Regions from separate parts of the Sus scrofa genome. Here region 1 is linked to region 2. A link is a contact called in public HiChIP or PLAC-seq data. All regions are on one chromosome and are shown on one strand. Each heading gives the region's core, a stretch centred on a gene start, on an enhancer-like site or on the middle of the called end of the contact. The rest is flanking DNA. Distances are from core to core; before and after follow the strand shown. Region 1 holds the start of ASB4 (ankyrin repeat and SOCS box protein 4). Region 2 holds the start of PEG10 (paternally expressed 10).

Evidence for each region. HiChIP or PLAC-seq counts read pairs in DNA pulled down with a chosen protein or histone mark.
Region 1: an H3K27ac HiChIP or PLAC-seq map of skeletal muscle shows a contact between it and region 2, with 4 times the contacts expected there. The contact joins the promoter of ASB4 here to the promoter of PEG10 in region 2. A contact is called at or near these places in 2 of 47 Hi-C or Micro-C datasets (embryonic fibroblasts and skeletal muscle) and 1 of 2 datasets of contacts at active chromatin or transcription factors (skeletal muscle).

Annotation. Positions count from the first base shown.
Region 1 is chr9:75,107,377-75,111,802 of Sscrofa11.1, reverse strand. It overlaps ASB4 (ankyrin repeat and SOCS box protein 4), which reads right to left and starts at 1,425. Exons shown (of 6, transcript XM_021102414.1): 1 at 1,135-1,425. The coding sequence starts at 1,321.
Region 2 is chr9:74,472,451-74,476,588 of Sscrofa11.1, reverse strand. It overlaps PEG10 (paternally expressed 10), which reads right to left and starts at 2,468. Exons shown (of 2, transcript NM_001302463.1): 1 at 2,272-2,468. SGCE (sarcoglycan, epsilon) reads left to right here and starts at 2,765. Exons shown (of 11, transcript NM_001144124.1): 1 at 2,765-2,884. The coding sequence starts at 2,848.

The DNA.
Region 1 (4,426 bases), core at 176-2,675, 640 kb before region 2:
CAACCACATTTTAAAAACCAGACCTCTTCATCTTCCAGTCAAAATAGCAATGCCAATTTATAATAAAACTCTCAAGTAAAAATCATAAATGCAGGAAGTAACTGGCCTCAATGATCTCATCCTTCCTTCGGAACTGACAAGCAGAGTATAGTAAATTAAGGTAGAAATACATATACCATTAGCATTAATTTCTGAAAATTGATGGCACTGATGATCTATACACAAATGGAAAGTATTTAAACCATGAAAAAAGAACTGCTATCTCCCGCTCAACATTGTACACAAGACCTTATCATCTATTTTGTTTAAACAGAAGTGATGTTGAACATGGTGTTTGTTTGCGGTCTGCTTACCAGATGGCCTCGCTACTCAAATTCTCCCATTAACTGGCTGATTTGGGAAATCAGAGTCTGCTCACTTCTATTTTGTTTCTGATTTATTAAGCATGGATTCCAGAAAATCCCTTGATAAGAAAAAAAATCAGTTCTAATTTGTGTCATCCACAGTTTTTCATAAGACAGAGACTCCGTGTTAAGTAGATCTACAATTTTGTTCTGTCATTGCAGTCAAGGAAAAAAGTTAACTTTTTGGCTTTCCTGCCTGAACTGAAAACTCATTAAAATGATGAGGATCATCAAGTTGCTTCAAGGTATCCCCCTGCCCATCTATTAATCCTCCAGATAAGGGCAAAAATCCTCTTATTCCTCCAGATGGACGCAGAGATGATCTATCTTTAAGTGGCCATGTTAACAGAACCCAACCTAGTTATACTGTCTGGATTATATCTTAGCACTCTGTTTAACCATAACCTAGAGATGTCTTCTTTACTCTATGTTGAGGAGGAAGAAGAGTTAGAAATTAAAGAAATTTGCATAACTAAATATGATTATACAGGATTTTGAATTCCAGGCACAAGGATACAGAAAGTAAAGAGAAGGAAAGAAAAGAAAAAGAGGTTTACATATACATATATAAGCCCATTTCACCTAGTTTAAAAAAGAAACAATTACGTGAGAAATGTTTTTAAATATGTAAAGAAACAATAAGAGCTACCAGCTTAGATTGGGTAACTAATGGTTTGCATTTAAAGAAAAATCCATTTTCTATCACTTTTACAACTATACCTATGTTTACCTTGTTTATAAGATGCCAAAACCATATTCTCATCTTCAACTTCAAAAACTGTGTCCACATCTATTTGCCGTTGGATTAAAATGGCCTTCAATTTTCCGAAGTCATTTGACTTTAGAGCCTCAAGGAAATTTCTCTTAACTAACTTGGCAGTTGCAGATTTAGTAACAGGGGCAGCCGGGCCGTCCATCCTTTCTCTCCCTCTGGAAGCTTTGTTGTGATTTATCAGGAGAACAGCACCAAGCAAACAGGCACATGCTAGAGAGTCCACAAACTGTCAGCTAATTTTATCCCAAAGTTATGCTGATCCGTTCTATTTATATAGGGATCATTTCAAACTTCAAAATATCCTTCTTGGCTGTCACTGCACTCTCAGGTCTTTTAAGCTGGTTCTATAATAATTCATTGAATAATATTGCATGTCAAATGAAGGCAAACCCTTGCCATACATTTTAGAGGATAAAATGTCACCATTATTTCTTATATGATCAAAGTAATAATGTAAGATTTAAAAGATCTTAATGCTTTTTTTTTCCCCCTCAGTAAAAACATCTGGTGTGCCCAACTGGATATCCAGTGTCTTGCTCTGATTAACCAATAGCCACAAATGAAAATTTGTTACAGTTGTTGTTACATGTGCTTCTGAAAACCTACAATAATCTGTAGTATGAGCCTGCAAAATCAAGCATGGTCATACACATTTGAAAATGAACATAAGGTTATTAAGTGATTTACACATGAAAAATTTGAATGTCATGAAAGAAAGTGGGGTGGGGTGAGGGTACAGAGTGCTATTTTAGATAAAAAGAGACTAAAGGGACAAAACATCTAACCTTGTATTTTATACACAGGTATAGATATGTGTGTGTGTGTGTGTGTGTGTGTGTGTGTGCATAAATAGAGGATGCAAATGTGGCAAAAAGTTAAAAGTTAGCAAATTTAATGAGGAATTTATATATGTTCATAGTATTAATTTTTCATCTTTTCTGTAAGTTTGAAATCTTTCCAAGTTTAAAAAGCAAGAAAGAAAAATACACTTTCTTTCTTTCTTTTTTTTTTTTTTTTGGGCTGCACCCATGACATATGGAAGTTCCCAGGCTAGGGGTTGAATCTGAGCTATCGCTGTGTCAACCTACACACAGCCATAGCAACACCGGATCCTAGCCACGTCTGTGACCTACACTACAGCTCATGGTAACACTGTATCCTTAACCCACTGAGCAAGGCCAGGATTAAACCTGTGTCTTCATGGATACTAGTCGGGTTCATTTCCACTGTGCCACAACGGAAACTCCAAAATACTCAATTTTTAAATGTGTAAGTCATTACAAATTAGAAAAATTATGATAGAGTTCATTTGAACACAAAGAAATCACATTTTATATATTGTTGGTGAAAGTCAAAACTGGTACAATCTTTTGGCAGAATAATTAGCAACATGAATTTTAAAATTATAATGTATTCTTTTCTTAGAATTTACCTAAGGATATAAATGTGGATGCAAATCATAATATAATATTTTAACTTGTTACACACTGCTATGTAACATAAATATAAGAAAGTAGAAAATGACAAGTGTACAGCATGACAGTTTTTACAAAGTGAATACGCCCTTGTAACCAACCCCCACGTAGAACCACAGAGTAGTTCAGGTAGACTTGAAACTTCCTTATGTCACCTTCTAATCAAAACACTCACCTGATCCCGATGATAACTATTATCTTGACCTTTAATACTGTAGATTAGTTTTGGGGTTTTTTAATGTTTAAAATATTTGTTAATATTCTTAATTTTAAATCTTCAAGAAGATAAAACGTCAACCTTAACATAAAGTATCTGGCCAGAAAAAAAGGATAGATAAATGAATAAAATTATAGAGATGGGTTATTACATTGTTAATAATAGTAAAAAATATGGATGCAATCTAAGTGACCAACAGTAGAGAATTTGATAAATTATGGCATATCCATAGGTAGATATATATTCATTTAAAAATATCTATAACTGAAAATTCCTATAAACATTATTTTGTAATCTGATTTTTTTTTCCTTTTTGCCTTTTCTTGAGCCACTCCTGCGGCATATGGAGGTTCCCAGGCTAGGGGTCGAATCGGAACTACAGACACCGGCCTATGCCAGAGCCACAGGAACACGGGATTCGAGCCGCGTCTGTGAGCTACACCACAGCTCAAGGCAGCGCCTTAAACCACTGAGCAAGGCCAGGGATTGAACCCGCAACCTCATGGTTCCTAGTCGGATTCGTTAACCACTGAGCCACGACGGGAACTCCGGTAACCTGATTTTTACATAACAATTTATTTTGTAGAATTCTTCATGTCACTAAATATTTGTCTATTATATTTCAAAAAATAAATAAAACAAAATATCTATAAGATATTTTATCTACAAGATATTTTATCTAAAATATCTATATTTAAAATATCCATATTTATAAAATAGTATATGTAGTATAAATGTCTTCTAAAAATACATATAGTTATATAATGTACAAATACATATTTGTATATATTCATATAACATATAAATTTGTATGCTAAATCCACACATAGGAAGAAAATTAAATGCATTAATTCCCAAATATCATCAGCTTTTATCTCCTAGTGCTAAGATTTCATCTGATTTCTTCATCTCTTTCTTATTTTCTGAAGTCGTCTATAATGACCACAACTTACATTTGTGATAAAGATGTATTTCTGTACTGAATATATTAATAACGATAACTTGGTAACGGAGAATAACGCAGAATTGTAGATTCCATAAAGTAAGGAATTAAATCATTCTCATGCCTTCGGTGCTCAGCATGAATGAATAAATGAATAATGAATGAATAAAGAATTAGTCATTGATTATTTAGAATGTCTTTAGTGTTGTGGTTGGTGGGGAATTAAACACTGTTTCTTTCATGTCCACATGTGTGACTCAAGTTGAAATACAGCCATTATTAATTGATATATTTTATCCCTTTTTGACAAAGCTAAGAGGAAAAAAAGCATTGCAAGTGGAGGAAAGAGAGAGATATAAGAGTTTTAACATTAATAGAGGATAATTAGTTCTAGAAAAGGTAATAAAATTAACGTTACTTAAAATCAAGACTGAATTTCATGATTTGGGGTGAGGAGGATTTCTTTTTAATTCATCTTGAAAAATGAAAGTAAAAATTATGGAGAACATTTTTTTCAATCTAATATTTAACAACATTTAGGTTTACAGCAACTTGTATAATTCATAGAACTACAAAATACAATGTTCACTATTTTCTGAGAAATAATTTTTC
Region 2 (4,138 bases), core at 1,219-3,718:
GCAAATTAGCCAGAGCTAATCCCCTAGAGTTCCAAGAAAAAAATCCAAATAAACACCTCATTCTCACTCAGAGGCTAAGCCAGCAGCACCAATAAAGCCACTTAAAACTCCTGTGAAACAAAATTCAAGTTCTTTATTTTGCATCCACCAAAACATCTAATTCCAGTAGGTCCCACCACAAAGGTCACTAGTGTGTCAAAAAACTTATAGATTTTAATCTTAAAAAACTAAAATTTAAGACTAAAAAAAATTAAAATTTAAGAACGCTAATTTAAGATATTTAAGATTTTAAATATCTTTTGTTTATAATAAAAATATTTAGCTAGATTGCTTTTGGAGGCACCAGCCATGTCAATTTAGAGGCATCTTTCATAACCCACTATGATGAGTTTTAGGTTGTGGGATTATGTTATTTCACATATGAAAACTGATTATACAATGCCATGTATTGCTATTGCTGTCAATTATTCTTATTTGTTATTCTTATTTTTGTTAGACACTAACGGATAGAAATCAAATCCAGCGCAGGGAGAAACGCAGGGAGAACCCGCAGGTGGGTGGGGCTGTGCAGCCAGGCTAGGCAGTAAAGGCGCATAGGCGCAAAGGAAGGGGACCTGATTGGTTGGTGGTGCGGGGGGCGGGCGGCTCACACTGCGCAGGCGCAGGCAGGCTCTGGAGAGGTGGGGCCCTAGGCCAGTTCTGAAGAGGCTGGCTCAGGGAGGGGCCAAGCTTTAAGAGGCGGGGCCTGGGTAAGCCACCGCAAAGAGGGCAGGCTCAGAGAGAGGTGGGGTTTGGGGGAGCCACCCAAGAAGGGGGGGCATGTGGGAGGCAGGGTCTACGGGAACTACCTCAGAGGAGGCAGGCTTAGGGGGAGGCGGGGCCTGGGGAGGCAGGGTCTAGAAGGCGCGCTCTGGGAAGGCGCGCTCTGGGAAGGCGCGCTCTGGGAAGGCGCGCTCTGGGAAGGCGCGCTGCAAAGGAGGCGCACTCTAAGTAGGCGCTGGGAGGCGCTAAACCTGCTCAGAGCAGATACTGCAGAGAAGGCTCGCTAGAATGGGCGGGGCATGTCTGAGACTGGCTGCACGCCTCTCCCAGGATCCCCCCTCCCAGAACCCCTCCCACCAGCCTCCAACAGCCAGATTCATTTCATGCAACAAGAGCAATCACCCGCAGATCCAACCTCCTCCCCTTCCAAGACTAAGCAAACCAACAGCCACAAACTGTTGCTGGACGCCAGTTCGGGCCACCACTACAACTACACTGCCACTTCAATCAAGCGCTACTAGGCAAGGCAGCCTGCTCTGCCACCACCAAAAGATTCCCTTTTGCGCTCAAGTCAGCGTCCCTCCACTTCACTACCATAGCAGGAGTGGTGTGGGCAGAATGTTAAACACTAATTTTTGCCCAGGGCTCCATTTTGTCTAACAGCACCATCACGCAGAGAACCATCCTGTAGAAAAACATAGTGGGAGCCATTCCAAAAGGTGTGTTAGAGACAAAGGGTGGGGTTCCTCTAAGAAGAGTAATCTTACTCTTCAGCTCATGTTCGCTTCAGCTGGTTTCTTTGTAGCGCAAAACAGCGCAGCTCGCGTACCTCTGCAGCTGTTACTATTTTGTAGCGCATTTTAGGTGTAAATCGTTCCGTAGCTCATGTACCTCTGTGGTTCCTGTGTCCTACAGCGCAATGAAGCGCTGTTGTAGTGGTAATATCATATTTGTAGTGCTAATCTTCTGCAGCTCAGATATTGTAGCGCATTTAAAGCGCAAATCATTCATTAGTCTGCAGTTCATATATCACCGCAGTTGATACTGGTTTTCACGCAATGAAGTGCCCATCAGTTGGCAGCACATTGAAGCGCCCATCAGCTTGTAGCTCATTTGAAGCGCCTATCAGTCTGTAGCGCATCTGCAGCGCTCATCAGTCTGCAGCGCATTTGAAGCGCTTATCAGTTTGTAGCGAATTGAAGCGCCAATTAGTTTGTAGCGCATACCACTTTGCGGCACGTTTGCAAATTGGTCTGTAGCTCATGTCCGTCTGCAGCTCATGTTTGTCCGCAGCTCATATCTGTCTACAGCCCGCATCTGGACTTGGGTTCTGGGAATCAAAGCCCTGAAGGCTTGGTTTCTCCAAGCAGTTTTGGGGCACAGCCAGTGAAGGCGTGACAAGGTGTGCGTGGAGACTTTCGGGCGCTACTTTATCTCCCGCAGCTCCTGATAATAACAGGGAATGAATGTGATCTTAAAAAAAAAGAAACATCCTCACCGCATACTCACCACGCGAGGACTCCTCTGCGAAGACAGGAAGGACGGGGTCCCACACCTGCGCCAGGCGTGGGCTCCGCTGGGTGCTCAGCAGCCCGGAGTGGCTCCGGACGCGAGCCCGCTCAGCGGACCTTTCGCGAGGCTCGGTGGTCCCTCTTCGCTGGTCTCCTCAGGTCGTAGTCAGGTTTCTTCGACACACACCAACCGAAGTTGAAGCGCGTGTACCGGGAGTGCCGACTGTGAGCCTTATATAGGCAGAACCGAGGAGGGGGGCGCCAAATCCCAGCGTGCTCCGCGGGTTAGGGGGGCGGAGAGGGGGGAGCGGGGGCGGAGGGGATAGGGGGATGGGGGAAAAGGGGGTGGGGGCGATGGCCACGCTACACCGGCCCGCCGCTAGAGGGAGTACGGGATTAAGGAGGGGGTGCAGGATGCTGATGCTGAACTGGCCAAGCTGGGAGGAAAGAAGAAAGGGAGGGGAGGGGAGAATCGAGGACGGCCGGCCTAGCCAGGCCAAGAAAGCAATTGCCCCGGTGGTGGGAGCTGGGAGACCCTTGTGCTTGGACGGGACAGGGTCGGGGGACACCCAGGATGAGCCCCGCGACCACTGGCACCTTCTTGCTGACAGGTTAGTGGTGTGCGCGCGATGGGAGGTCCTGGGGCCAACAGGCCTTCGCCTCCCCATCCCCCTCCCGGGTTTTGGGTACCCAGGTGCCTTTTCTGGGCACCAGCCCCCCTTCTGTGGAGTCCCCAAGGTACCCCTCCATCAGGACTCCCCATACCCCACTTCCTGGGCCCTTTGCGGCCCTTACCAGGCTTGACCCCTGGCCTTTTTTCTCCGCGCCCCCGCGGGCCCCTCCCTGCCCAGAGGCGCTGGAATTCCGTCTCCAATTTCCATTCCCACTCGCCCCCTCCGCTCTCCAGCAGCCCTGCTGGTGGACCTCTCCTGATCTCTTCCTCAAAGAGCAGGGGGTCGTTGCCCATTTGGGGGGGGGGCGTTACCCCAATAATGGGGTTCTGCGGCCGGTAGACGAGCCATAGAAAATGGGTGTCAAGCTGCGCCCCCTTCTACAGAGACACATCTTTTTTTCCCCTTTTCTTGAATGTGATCTGGAGAGAACACAAAAAATGTGCATTTTGAAACGCCTAATTTTCCCCTTTTCCTAAGCGAATTTTTCGGCGATGGAAATCTCGTTTTCCTTAGGTTTTACGGAGTGGGGAAACGGAATCATGATAAATTAGGAGCTAAATAGGGCTTTCAGGTTAGGGTTAACCCCGGTTGGGGGCCAGGGACCCTACCAAGTGCACTATTTGAAGAAAGCAAAAACAATTAAAAACAGCTGTGGATGCCTCCAATGTATTTGGCGGGCTTCGGAGCCTCCCGGCTACGGCCTCTTGGTGATTACGAGGTTTACGCAGAGACCTAGATCTCTCTGCAATGTTATATTTTTCTGAATCCTGTAGGGTGAATGAATACATTTAGTCACGGTCCTCACGTTTAATCCTTTAAAGTGTGTTGCCGGCCACAAATATTTGTGTATATTTATACATATAAACATATATTTTACGTTAGAGAAAATGAGAAAATTGCAGTGGGTTACCACTCTCAAATACAGATGAGGAAGGATGCTTTAAACAAACAAACAAACAAACGCTTAACGTGGACTTCCTAATCGCCTCAAAGTGTTAGGCACTGAGAAAAGGGACAATCTGCTATTTATCTTAGTAAAAGAAGTTTTAAGTGAAAAACCAATTGTCTACAACTGAGTGAGGTTTCTGATAAGAACACAGATGAGACACATTTGTATTTGAAGGCTAAATTTGAGCATATTTCAATAACACTAGCTGCAGATTATTTTATACGTAGAGGATAAAAGAGAAT